Regions from separate parts of the Sus scrofa genome. Here region 2 is linked to region 1. Evidence: chromatin contacts called from public HiChIP or PLAC-seq data. All regions are on one chromosome and are shown on one strand. The core of a region is the stretch at or near the end of the contact, and the rest is flanking DNA. Distances in the headings are between cores, read along the strand shown. Region 1 holds the start of KATNB1 (katanin p80 WD40 repeat-containing subunit B1). Region 2 holds the start of KIFC3 (kinesin-like protein KIFC3).

What was found. HiChIP or PLAC-seq counts read pairs in DNA pulled down with a chosen protein or histone mark.
Region 2: an H3K27ac HiChIP or PLAC-seq map of alveolar macrophages shows a contact between it and region 1. The contact joins the promoter of KIFC3 here to the promoter of KATNB1 in region 1. A contact is called at or near these places in 1 of 5 promoter capture datasets (fetal skeletal muscle), 3 of 47 Hi-C or Micro-C datasets (all in liver) and 1 of 2 datasets of contacts at active chromatin or transcription factors (alveolar macrophages).

Annotation. Positions count from the first base shown.
Region 1 is chr6:19,627,187-19,634,042 of Sscrofa11.1, forward strand. KATNB1 (katanin p80 WD40 repeat-containing subunit B1) reads left to right here and starts at 3,169. Exons shown (of 20, transcript XM_021093935.1): 1 at 3,169-3,281; 2 at 4,381-4,673. The coding sequence starts at 4,634. It overlaps DRC7 (dynein regulatory complex subunit 7), which reads left to right. Exons shown (of 18, transcript XM_021093921.1): 16 at 47-241; 17 at 1,448-1,587; 18 at 1,675-1,989. The coding sequence ends at 1,768.
Region 2 is chr6:19,692,383-19,699,238 of Sscrofa11.1, forward strand. It overlaps KIFC3 (kinesin-like protein KIFC3), which reads right to left and starts at 3,722. Exons shown (of 21, transcript XM_021093927.1): 1 at 3,610-3,722. It overlaps LOC102160805 (a long non-coding RNA gene), which reads left to right and starts at 355. Exons shown (of 4, transcript XR_001309011.2): 1 at 355-1,815.

The DNA of each region.
Region 1 (6,856 bases), core at 1,919-4,418:
CAGCCCCTGCTGGTCCAGCTGACCGCCCCGCCCCCCACCCCGGCAGGAGCGAGTGATGCACGAGGAGCACTTGCGGCAGATGGAGGCCCAGCTGGACTACCTGGCCCCGTTCCTGGCACAGCTCCCGCCGGGAGAGAAGCTGACACGCTGGCAGGCTGTGCGCCTCAAGGACGAGTGCCTCAGTGACTTTAAGCAGCGGCTCATTGACAAGGCCAACCTCATCCAAGCCCGGTTCGAGAAGGTGCAGCCAGGGCCTGGGCAGGGGAGGGGACCTTAACCAGAAAAGGGGTCTGGGGCTGCTTGCTCACCACCTCACAGAATCGTGAGGGACTAACGGAGGGGCCGCGGTCAGGGCCTGAGGTGGCCAAAGACCGAGTTGTCCTTCCTTGTGCTTGTTCACGGGGTGGAAGGGTGAGTGGAGGGATGGGCGAGGGACGGGAGGGATGGGTGGATAGGTGGACGGAGCAATAAACCCATTTCTATTGATCAGGTACACACCGTGTAATTCCCATGCATGGTCTCATTTAATCTTCACAAAGAGCTCCACGGTGGGGGCGGGAGGGGACATGAAAATGACATTTTGGGAGTTCCCGTCATGGCTCAATAGTTAACGAATCCGACTAGGAACCGTGAGGTTGCAGGTTCGATCCCTGCCCTTGCTCAGTGGGTTAAGGATCTGGTGTTGCCGTGAGCTGTGGTGTAGGTCACAGATGTGGCTCGGATCCTGCGTTGCTGTGGCTCTGGTGTAGCCCGGCGGCTACAGCTCTGATTAGACCCCTAGCCTGGAAACCTCCATACGCCGCGGGAGCGGCCCTGGAAATGGCAAAAAGACAAAAAAAAAAAAAAAGAAAAGAAAAAAAGAAAATGACATTTTGTCAACAAGAAATTGAAAGCTCTGAAAATGTTCCTTGTCCAGAGACACATGGCTGCCCTTTATTATTATTATTATTATTATTGCTTTTTAGGGCTGCATTCTTGGCATATCGAAGTTCCCAGGCTACGGGTTAAATTGGAGCTGTAGCCACTGACCTGCGCCATAGCCACAGCCACACCAGATCTGAGCCATGTCTGTGACCTACACCACAGCTCACGGCAACACCAGACCCTTAACCCACTGAGCGAGGCCAGGGATCGAACCCGAATCCCCATGGATGCTAGTTGGATTCGTTTCTGCAGAGCCACAACGGGAACTCCCTTTTTTCTTTTTCTTCTTTTTTCATATGGCTGTCTGACCCCTGCTCAGACCTCTTGGACAGTATATCCCTCTAAACATGACCCCAGTACTTCTCTCCCAAGACATGTTAGGACCCTTGCTTCTGCTCCTCTGGCTTCTTCTGGTCGGGGTAGCGGGGCCCACCCTTGCAGGGCTGCCTGATGACCACTGGCATTTCAGCCTGCAGTCTGGGTAACAGTCGGCCCTCCTGTTCTCTCTTCCCTGTGCCCACAGGAGACCCAGGAGCTGCAGAAGAAGCAGCAGTGGTATCAGGAGAACCAGGTGACCCTGACGCCAGAGGATGAAGACTTGTACCTGAGTTACTGCTCTCAGGCCATGTTCCGAATCCGCATCCTGGAGCAGCGGCTCAATCGGTGAGGAGGTGGGGAGAGCTGAGAGCACCCACTTGCCGGCTGGAGCAACAGCTTTAAACCCCCTCTCATTCCATCCTCTAATTTCAGCCACAAGGAACTGGCCCCACTGAAGTATTTGGCTCTGGAGGAAAAGCTCTACAAGGACCCACGCCTGGTGGAGATACTGAAAGTCTTTGTTTGATGCTCCCCCCTACACACCCCTCCAGTCCTCTGATGCCTGTCCCCAGGCCTTGGTAAAGCTGCCAGAGGAAAAATCCTACCCTCAAGCCTGGCCCTGTGCTCCCTATACCCAACTGAGGACCATCCACTCAGGTACCTGGCCTCACTGCCACACCCCCTCTGCAGCCCTGTCTGTTCCTGCTTCTCATGATTTTCCTGTAAATAAACACACTTGTAATTTGCCATTTGTACATCATTTCACAGGCTTCAGCACCAGCCCTATTCTCCTTCCCTTCTTTATCTATGACCTGGGATGGCCTTTGCACGTCCTGCCTTATTTAATACAACAATGCCATCCCCATTTCACACAGGGCTTATTAGTGGCTGATAAGAAGAGGAGCTAGGCTTCAGTCCCTTGCAGTCTAGTGTTAAGACCTCAAGTCGTGGGCTTGCCATTTCCACTGTGTGAGTTGGGCCACCCTCGCCATGGGGCATGGGGTGGGGGCGGGGAGGTAATGTGTGTGTGTGTACAGGGACCCTAATTTTGCAGACAGCATATTGGAAATTCTGAAAATGTAATCTGTCCAGAGCTGCTTGGCTGTCTCAGTCTTGACCTCTGCTCAAACCTCATGGGACAGGATATCTTTCAAACACGACCACAGTGGCTCCCCTCCCAAGACATTTTGTGACCCCCGCCTCCGTTCCTCTGGCTTCTGCGGATAGCGGCCCTTCCCTAGGCCCACCCCACCTACAAGCCCCAAAGGAGGTCGACTTTTCTCCGATTCCTGGTTGGTGGTCCCGCTAGGGGTGCAGTCCACTCTTCCATTCGTCGAAGCCGCGGCCGTAGGCACAGCCCTTCCCGGCTCCACGACTGACTCGGAGCCGGAATCAGACTCCGTTTCCCTCTAGGCTTCCGGTGGGGGGTCCAAGCCGGCATCAGAGCCAGAGAAGAGAGGGAAAACCCTCAGACAACAGCAACACCGCCTCCCGAGCAAAGTGGAGCAGTAGGAACTACAGCAAAGTGATGACTGAGACCAGCTCCCCGCTTCGCCCCAACCCGAAATGAAAGGATCCCGGCTTCACGCCGCTCTCGATGTCTCCTTCCCATTGGCTATCCGGGAATTGGTTTTCCAATAATGCGGAAGTTGATTGGTCAATCTGGGGCGGTTGCTAAAGCGATTGGTGCAGCCGCCATTGGAAGGCGTCTCGAAATTCGAGGAAGAGATGGACAGTGGAGGAAGGGGTAAGCCTGAGGCAGAGGCGGAACCAAGGAAACTGCAGCTCGCATTGGTTCACTGAGGCAGAGGGGCGGCTCCTGAACGCTCCTTCCTCATGATTAGTCCAAGTCAGGAAAAGAGGGCGGGTACTTAGGGAAAGCGGCAGAAGCGCCTTTTTCTATTGGTCAAGTCTGGAGAGAGGCGGATCGCTCGCGGCTGCTGATTGGTGCGGGAGGTGAGGAAGGAGGGGCTCTGAGCCGGAGGTTTTGTTGTGAGGGTCGGTTGTCAAGCAGCAGCCAATCAGGCTAGGGGATGGAGGTAAGTAGGGGTCGCGCTTGGAGCAGAACCTCGGCCTCCGGACCCGCAGCTGCAGGTGGAGTGGGTGAGCGGACGAGAAAGCGAGGGGAAGATGAGCCCTGGACTAGGCCGAGTCAGGCAGGGCCAGACCAGGCTGCGGCGGAGAGGGCTCCGGGCGGAGGGAGGCTGGAGCCTGCTCCCCGCAAGCGAGAGGAGTGGGAGGATTAGGCGAGGCGGAGGGACCAGCCCCAGTTTCGGGAGGGGCGGGACCAGCGTGGAGGCCAGAGACGACAACCGGGGAGGCCGGAAGCAGAGCCGGAGGTCTGCAGGAGGAGGGGTTATGAAGGGGAGAGTCAATGAATGGGGATACTGATAGCGAGGGGAAAGGGTCTGGCGGGGCAGAGGCCAAAACAGGATGTGCTAGCGAGGGAGACACAGGCGGCAGTGAGGAGGAGTGAACGCTGGGGACCCCAGGAGAAAAGGGACAGGGAGGAGATGGTTCATGAAGAGGTTTGGAGGAAGGAGGTAGGAGGCTCCATGAGGTCGCCTTTTAGAGTTGAGGAGTCACTCCGACTCATGCCCACCTGGAAGCCTCGTTCGCAGCACTGCCCTTGAGAAGTGCAGGCACCTGCAGTAGTTACCTTGACACAGATTAGATCCCACAGGCCCTCTTTGAGGGTCTCCCTACAGAAGACTTCAGTACCTATCTCTAGGGTGCCTCGTGAGCCCCTAAACTTAGCCTGTGACTCCACCCCCTTCCCATACGTCAGATGAAACAGTGACTCCCAGAAATCTATGGGAACTGCAGACATGTGGTCTTCCCCGCCCCACTGCGGCTCCTGCACATTAGGCAGCCGGCCTCCTGGAACAGAGCCTCCACCATCATCTGGCCTCTGGGATAGACCTTTTTCCTTGTGTTCCAAGTCACCTTGCCTGAGGTGCCCTCCATCCAGATCCTCAAACACAATTTGCAGTCGGGCCTTGGCTTTGGTGGGTGTCTGTCTTTATCAAGTGCCCTTGGTGATCCAGGGAGCTGCAGCTCCAGTTTTCCAAACCTAGGGACCCCCTGAATTCCCATTGAGTGTTTGCTAACAAGCCATCACCTCTGTTTGTGTTCCAGCCTAGTGTTGAGCTGAAATGGCTCAAGCCTGATGTTCCATGACCCAGGATACCAACAGGCACGCACGGGCTGCTGCTGTGGATGCTTTAAAACCACAAGGTGGTACAGGCCTGGAAGACCAGACATTCCCTCTGCCTGGATGTGTGGAAACTCCCTGTCAACTTGATTGGCGGATCTGGGGGGGATCCACCCCCACCCACAAGGAAAGCAGTCTGTTTTGTGGGTGCAGCTTTGGGTGCCTGCAAGCTGAAGGATGGCCACCCCTGTGGTCACCAAGACGGCCTGGAAGCTGCGTGAGTGATGTTCTTGTTTTCTTTCTCCCCCCATCACCCTAGTATTACCCTATTAGCCATTTGTTTCTGGGTGGCCTGAACCCCCAGCCTTGTCTCCTGTTCTTGACGCAGGGGAGACTCCCAGGCTTTGAAGTAAAATAGACCAAGATGCAAATCATGATTTTGGCACTTCTCAGCTGGGTGCTGTTGGCCGGGTGACCTCACCTCTCTGAGGCTCAGTTTCCTGTCTGTACAATGAGATAATCATACCTCCACTCTAGAGTGAGATTCAAGTGAGAAAATGAACATAAGGAAGCACTTAGCAGAATTTCCAGCTAGGCTGGCAGGCAGGATGGGGCAAGAAATCCTGAAAGGTGTTCTCAGTATCTTCTGACATCCCACAAGTCAGGCTCCCTGATCCTCTTGGGATGGGGGTGGAGATGAGAAGGTAGGCAGAGGGATGCTGATGATAGGCTCTCGAATGTACCTGAGCCCGGGAACCACCCACCCCCACTCCTCTATACTGACAGCTCTGAAGTCTTTCATCTTAGGACCTCTTTATACTCTTTTTTTTTTGTCTTTTTGCTATTTCTTGGGCCGCTCCCGTGGCATATGGAGATTCCCAGGCTAGGGGTCCAATCGGAGCTGTAGCCACCGGCCTACACCAGAGCCACAGCAACGTGGGATCCGAGCCGCGTCTGCAGCCTCCACCACAGCTCATGGCAACGCCGGATCGTTAACCCACTGAGCAAAGGCAGGGATCGAACCCGCAACCTCATGGTTCCTAGTCGGATTCGGTAACCACTGCGCCACCACGGGAACTCCCTGCACCTCTTTATACTCTTAAAAATTATTGAGGACCCCAAAGAGTTTTTGTGTATAGGAGTTACATCTATCAATGTTTACCATGGTGGAAATAAAACTGAGACTTTTTTTGGCCACACCTGCAGCTGATGGAAGTTCCTGGGCCATGGATCAAATCTGAGCCGCAGCTGCAGCCTATGCCACAGCGGCAGCAATGCCAGATCCTTAACCTGCTGCACCACAGTGAGAAATTCAATACGGAGACATTTTAAAGCACAAGGACGCACAAACATGCCCCTAGTGATGATGCCATCATGTCATGTATCTTCAGGGAAACTCTGCTGTATTCTTGTGAGCAAATGAGAATGTAAAAATCAAATTCCACCTTAGTTTTATGATCAAAGTTGTTTTGTTCTCTCAGATCCCCTGAAAGGCTCTTGAGGATCCCAGAATTCCCCAGATCGTATTTTGAGAACTGTAGCTCTGCATGTGGTTGCCTCTGCGGGCCGTACCCCACCTGTAATAACTGGATGGCATAGATCTGGTGTTCAGACAGGTCACCCTTTACTGTAAGCTGCCCTTGGGCTGTTTTCAGAAGCCAGGACAAGACTTCTCCACTTATTAACTCTGAGAACCTGGGCCTTGGCATCCTCATTTTAAATGACAAGAGGATTGGGCCATTTGCAAACTGTTCCTCAGCCCCTAGGGTTCTGGGAGAATCCTCTTACGGGCTGCCAAGGAGGGTGCACTTTGGACATAGCAGCTTTGTATTTATTGGGGTTATGTGTCTATACCTTCAACAGCTGGTTTTTTCTGAGAAACCAGGAGAGAACCTGGCAGAGGGAGGGCAAAATAGCTAAGGTCTCTCTGCTGTGGGGCTCAGAGCCTGGGGAAAGCAATAGGCAGGAATGAGATAATCACACCCAGCCATTTCTCCTTTTCTGATTCTAAGCAGAAACAAATGCTTTGAATCAGTGAACTAGATGTGGGGGTGGGGCATGGGGAAGTGCTGTGCCTGAGCCTCCTGTGCAAAGGCCCTGAGGCAGGAAGCTTGGTGCGATGGAAGGTCTCAAAGGAGGCCATGGGCAGTGACGTAGCAGTGTGGAGAATGTGGTGCCCCATAGGCTGGCAAGGTCTTCAGGGACACATGTCCACAGGACCCTGGCCCTTCTGAGGCTTTGGCTTTATCTGAAAGGCAAGAGCAAGCCATCAAAGCATTCAAGTGGGAGGTGATGTGATCAGGCATATTGAGCATCTGCTGACAGTTTCATGTGCACGGCAGTTTCCGCAGGTATAAATTGTCTGAAGAATCCAAGGCGGAATGACCCCTGGCTCCTTGTGGCTCTAGAATCTGGGGAGGATCAGAAGGTGTCTGGCCAGCATGAGGCCCGGGTGAAGCC
Region 2 (6,856 bases), core at 2,472-4,971, 66 kb after region 1:
CAAAGAGGAAGCTCCCGTCAACAGCATCTCCAAAAATCCATTCAAAAGGGGATCTGCCTGTGGCCAGTGATGCAAATTCAGTGTCACTGAGAATTTATATGTGTGTGTGTGTGTGTGTGTGTGTGTGTGAGAATTTCGTTTAAAATCAGCTCATTTGTGTGTTCAACTGGCCCTCACTCTGTACCTACAACTGATGGAAACCAAGCCAGGAGTTGCGATCAAAAGATTCATTCATTCTTCATTTAATAATTATTTATCCAGTACCTGCTGTGTGCCAGGCACCTGCCAGGGGTCCTCTTTGATCAGGAGAGACATGGCCTCAAAGCTCCCTGTCAGGAGGGAGGTAAGTACTTCAAGGAACCTTCAGAATCAGAACAGGATGCAGGGAGGCACCAGGTGGTATGGGAGAACGGGGTGGGGTAGGGAACACTGGTCTGGGTAGAAAGCCCCATAGAGCCCTTATGAACTGAGCAAGTGAACAGAACACACGTCATTTACTGCACAAGTCTTTATTGAGCACTTATTGTGTGCCAAGGACCTTGGAGGGCATTTAAGGCGACATCAAGCTATAGTCCCAGATTCAGACAATAAGTGATGCCATACCCAGAAGAAGCCAAGTCAGCTCCAAAAGGCAATGTGGAGCTAGCCTTTTTTTTTGGCCGCCCCAGAGGATATGGAGTTCCCAGGACAGCGCTCAGATCCAAGTTGCAGCTGCGACATTGGGAACAGCTACTTTTGTTTTTAAATGGAGCTGGAGGCACCCAAGGACCTCCTAATGGCTCCAGGGTGTAGACCACTTTCCCCATCTCTCACTGCACAGACTGCTCTCTACCAGGCAGTCAAGATCCCCATTTAAATGCTGTCCACCTCCCTGGACCCTCTATGGCTCCCCAGGGTGGGGCTCACAGCACCCAGCCTGGAGCAGCAGCTCCATCCACCTCCAAGGGAATGAATGCTCTGATATGAAGGCACCCAGAAGTTCCAACCGAAGCTTGGAAGAGGGCTGGTGATGGAGACACAGAGCTCAGAGGCTGACAGGGGTCACGGTGCCACAGGGAAGGATGCAATCATCAAAGGTGGTACCAGACGAGAGGCAACCAGGGAGGGTGGAGCTCACTCTGGGCGGGAAGAAAAGATGGAGGAGGAGGTGGTAGAGGCATCAGGCAGGTGCAGAGCCCTCAGAGGTGACCAAAGAGTGAATGGAAAGGAGAGGTCAAACTGGAAGAAAGCCCCTGGGGGCTCTGTAAGGGAGAAGGTCAGTGGAGCAGACCCAAGGGATGGGCGGCAGCTAGCGGAAGCTGCCACTTCCTCCTCTTAGGGAAGCTGGCTGGATGGGAAGGCGAGGATGTGGTATTTAGAATAAGAGATTTCCACATGCTGGGTGGATAGAGGGGCAGGAATGACTAAAGCAGCAGCAAGAGGCCAACGAAGTCAGAGAGCAGGGATAGGTGGCCCGAAGATCTGGTGAGTGAAGTTCACAGAGCTGAGCCCCGGGAAGAATGCCAGGCTCCTGGTTAGGGCGTTGTAGTCTCTGCCTTCCCTGACCGTGGAAGACACCTTGGAAGAAGCTCCTGGGCACCGTCTCCCTGGGAGGTGGGCGGGACTGCTGGCCAAAGGTCAGGGCAGAGGCAGCTCCACTGAGGAAATGGAGAAGGACCAGCGTGGAGGGGAAGGAACTGGGAGGAGCAGCCAGCTGTCCCCTTCTCCAGGCTGCTGGGCATAGAGCTGGACCCACGAGCAGCCCTGAGGACCAGCTGCCCCACGGGCGAGGGGGGAGCAAGACAGGCTGCACCTGCATGCGGAGCCTTGGGGAAGGTGAGCTAGTGAAGGGCCCTGAAGGTCAATTCCACGGTTGAGGGAGAAGACTTTCAAAGAGATCAGCGAAGTCGGAGGGGCAGGGACCCAAGGAGACAGTATTTCGTGGCTTTCAGGAAGGGAAATTGGGAGGCAGTCAGGAAGATATCACCAAGAACGAGGAAGGGTGTGTGCAAGTTCCTGAAGAGGAAAAAGCAGCTGAATTTAGCAGCCTGGGTGGCGGGGGGGGGGGGGGGGGGGGGCGGGGGGTGAAGGTCAAAAGTATCAAAGACTTTACAACAGCCCAAGGCTGGAGACTCAAAAGCCTAGGTCCTGGGCAGGGGGATGGGGGCCAACAAGGAGTGTGGTTATGACCAAAAGCTGGTTTTGAACCAGGCTGTGCGACTTACTAGATGTGCCACCCTGGGAAAATTATTTTGTCTCTGTGCCTCATTATCTCCATCTGCGAAATGGGGAGAATGCTACTTTATAGGATCGGTGTAAAGTTTAGACAATTCCTATGTACAATGTTCAGAAGCATATCGGCGTCTACAGGGAACCTCCCAATTTTATTTTTCAGTGGCCTCTATCCAGTGGTGGGTGAATGCCAGAGGGGCTGGCTGCGGGCGAGGGGCATCTGCCTCTATGGGTTTAGGCCAGGGTTGTAGAGCTGCAGCGTCCTCCCCGCCCCCCACCTGCCCCCCGACCAGGGATAGTGCAATGACTGGGGGACAGACTTGTGACACCTGCCCAAAGACTGCTGCCGGGAAGGCCTAGTCTCCCTGGGAGAGCGGGCAGAAGGTCAGGGAGGTTGGACAGGGGCTAGACCTCCTCTGCGCACAGTCACGCGTCCTAGGTTTTACAGATCAACCCAGATTTCGAAACCTCTGCTCCCTGGTACCCAAGAGGACAGCAGAACTCATTGCCCCACACCCTAAAGTCCAGTCACGGCAAATACAGGACTCCGTTCTGAGACTGCATTCCTTGCCAATGACTCTCTGGCCAAGGAGAAGGCTACTTTTACCAAGGGCAAGGGGGATAGCCTGGGCCTGCAGAGGTGCTCACTCAGTCTCAGGCAGACAGAAAGCCAGGGAAGGTGACAGACCAGGGGTAATCACGACCCCTAACCTTGAGACATATGGGGGGGGGGCGGTACTTGAGAATTTAAATGCAGCTTCCTCTTTAAAATCTGCCAGGACCAGGCCCTTTGCTGCGCCAGAGTTCTGCTCTAACTCACAACAGGGGGTAGAAGGAGGTGGCTTCTGCCTGGCCCTCCCTGCTGGGACCCCTCCTCGCCAGGCAGCTGCTGTCAAAGGCTCAATTTCCCCCTCTGCCCAGGAGACCATTGGCCCAGGCGCTCCTTCCTAACCTCGGGCCCACCCCACCCGGCCCGGGCCCCGGGGGTGGGGGAAGCAAACTGCCCAGGGGCTTACGAGATGGGAGGGCCGGAAACGGCAGCCTTCAGGGGAGCCCTGCGGATGCCAGGGACCTCTGCCAGGGGAGGGGGCGGCGCTGACCGGCACGTAGTTCCCCAGTAGTGTCCGGCTTCCCTGGCCATTGAAATCAGATAGGTGGCCCCGAGGCTGTTCTGATCCCAGGGGACATGCCGCCCGCTTCCCCTGCTCGGCTCAGGCTGGACGGTGCAGGGGGCGGCGAGGGGAGAGGGTAGAAAAGGGGTGGATCGCCGGGGCCCGGCCTCCCCGCGCCCCCCAGCGGGGCGGGGCAGGGGGATCCCAGACGCGGCACCCGAAACGACTGGTCAGGCGGACCCCAAGAGCCCAGCTCGCCCCCTGCCCGCCGGAGCCCCGGACTCACCGGCCTAGCGGAGGCAGGATCCCGGTGTCGCCGCAGTGCCCGGGGCTCGGCCCGGCCCGGCCCGCTGGCGGGAGGCTGCTCCACGCCGCTGCCTCCTCGGCCCGCCCCGCTCCAGCCCCTCCCGCACACTTTCCACAGGAAATGATTAACTCGAGGCCGCGGCGCGTTCCCATGGCAACCGGCTCCGACCCTGGGGGTGGGGGGGCGGCGCGCTCGCTCCTGCACACACTCACACACTCACACGCGGGACCGCCCACTTCGACAGACCCTCCCGCTGGGTCTCCCCAAGCCCCCCGCCCCCCCCCCGCACATGCCTGTGCACACATGCGTGCTCATCCGGGCGCACACGCACCGTCCTACGTGCTCACATATGCACGGCACTCACATATATTTGCACACATGCTCTAGGGAGTCTACATGAAGGCACTCACATTCTCACACACATTCCCACGCTCATTTCAACACGCATGCTTTTGCACTTACACTCAGACGCACCTCCTCACTTTCACACGCACTGCACTAGTTACTGCTCACACACACACTTCTCACAAGTGCTCCCTTGCTGCCCTTCGCATGCTCTCACAAACTCCAGTACACGTTTACTTGACTTCATAGCACACACACTTACATACTCTAGCTAGTACCTATGCACACTTGCACATTCTCACACACTCACGTTACCCCATGCTTTCTCACAAATGCTGTACACACTCCTTAGGATACACACCCACTTGCACACATGCATGTTCTCACATGATGGCCAACTCTTTCTCACACTCCAGCCTACGCGTGCTTTTAAACCCCGGGACACACTTTCACATATGCTCTAGTTAGCACATGCATAGTGTCACACGTTAGCACAGGCATTTTTCACGTACATCATCTTGCTAGCTCTAAAAGGAGTACACAGGCCAGGTTGCCTCCCAGCCAGGGCACCACCTGCTGTCCCCCACCCTCCTTACCCCTTCCACAGCCCCCTTTCCAGAGCAGAGATGTTTGAGATTCTTTAAGGTAAAATATTCCTTTAAGCTCCCGTGAAAACATGTACAGAATGTAGCTGCTCTGGAGCAAGCAGCAGCTCCCACTGCAGCCCCGGAAGCCCCCTCCCCCCCCATAGAATGCCCCAGAAGAAGCCTGGGGGAGGCTAGGGAGCCGACCAGCCAAGGAGAGACAGCTGACCCGGAGGAGCCACTCTGTTCTTTGTCTCCCAAACAGAGGCAGCATTTACTCCAGAGTCAGCAGCAATATTCCCCCTCCAGGGTGCGGAAGGAGGAGAGAGGAAAGAAACTCAGAAGCCAGCCTAGTGCAGGCTGATGGTTCCGAAGATAATCCGAGGGGGATGCGCGTGCTGCCCCTTCCTGCTTAACTGGGGAGGGGCCAGGAGAGGACTGGAGGGGCCCATGCAGCTCCAGATGGGTTCTGTCTCCTACCGCTGGGCAGGCGCTGGGCTAGTGGTCAAGAATCTCAACCAGAGACAGAGCCAAGGTTCTGGGCCTCAGATTGTTCTGGATGCCAGACCAGGCCAGACCAGGACACTCACAATCCCTCTAATAAAAGTGAGCTCCAGGGAATTCCGGTTGTGGCTCAGTGGTAACGAACCTGACTTGCATCCATGAGGATGCGGGCTCCATCCCCGGCCTCCCTCAGTGGGTTAAGGATCCAGCCTTGCGGTGGCTGTGGTGTAGGTCAGCAGCTGCAGCTCCGATTGGACCTCTAGCAGGACCTCCAAATGCCGCAGGTGCGGCCCTAAAAAGAACAAAAACTGGGCTCCAGCGTTCTATTTTCTCACTGAGATGCCTCAGCAAAGGCGCAATAGAGGGGGCAGGTCACTCTCCAGGAATGGCTCCCTGGAGAGTTAGATTTCTAGCCAAGAACCCTGGAGAAGCCTCCCAATGGGTGAGCAAGCCATCACTGGAGAGCTCTCTTCTCTGAATTCCCTTGCCAGCCTCCAGACAGCAGGGATCAGGAGGATAGGAGGGCCGGAGGACCGCAGATTTTTTCTAGATTCCTGACCAAGTATCTTTCTTTGTTATCCGACTGGGGAGGGGTGCGGTGGGGGTGTCTGTCTTTAAAGTCCTGATATAGAACCGGAAGCCTTGTCTTAATTGTAGCTGGTACATTGACATGAACTGCAGGTTCCTTCTGACAAAGCCGAAGCCAGATTTCTAAATTAATAATAACATTTATTGTTCTTTTTCTCTGATTACTGAAGTAATAGATGTTCATTGTAACCATAATCCCACCCACTAAAGATAAATGCTGCCAACATTTTAGTACAGTCTTTTTTTTTTTTTCTCTCCATGCACATAATAGCTACCATTTATCCACAGCTAACACTGTGCCAGGCGCTGCGCTGAGCGCTTTAAAAATAAGATCCTGTTTAACCCCAAACACCCTATGAGGAGAGTACTGTCACAGCCCCCATTTTCAGGAGGGAAAACTGAGCCTCCTAAAGTTCATTCACAAACCTCGTGGGTGTTAGAGCCGAGATATGAACCCAATAGTTTGTGTGTGTGTGTCTATGTGTGTGTGTATATATATATATATATACACATATACTTGTATGTATACACACACACATATAGACACACACACACCGTATAGTATTATACACACACACACATACATACATGCAGTAGCTTATAAAGTTCAAAGCACCAGTGAAGGAAAGAGAAAATTGAGACATTTAAGGAAGAATTTTCTGAATTCTAGCAAAACTCTGACTTGAAATGCAAAGGCAAATTGCTTCATGATTGTTGGAATTTAGAGATTGCACCATGCCAGGAATTACATACCGATGACTTCAAGGTCATCTCTAACCCAGAAACTTCACTGATGGTTTGATAGGGAGGCTGCCAACTCTCCCTGGCCACACAGAAGGTGAAGCCTTTGCCAGAAACCTGGCCACCCAACGCTGAGGTGCTGAACCTATGAGGACTCTTGGGTTCAGCCTTTGACCTTGACCTCCTGCCTACCTTCTGGCAGAGGCATAGGTGTCTCAGGGAGACCCACAAAAATGCAACGGGCGGAACACTGCGGATCTCTGTCCACATCTGTTCCATCTCCTAGACAGTGGGGAAGAGCGTCATTTTTGTTTAAAGAGCTTGAAACCCCTTAACTCTCGGGCATCCATCGGAGAGAAAGCTAAGGGCCAGAGAGTTCTGCCCAGAGGGCAGCAAAGAGGGGGCGATGACAAGCCAGATCGTGTTTAATCTCATTCTTGTAGCAACCCAGGGGAAGGCATGCA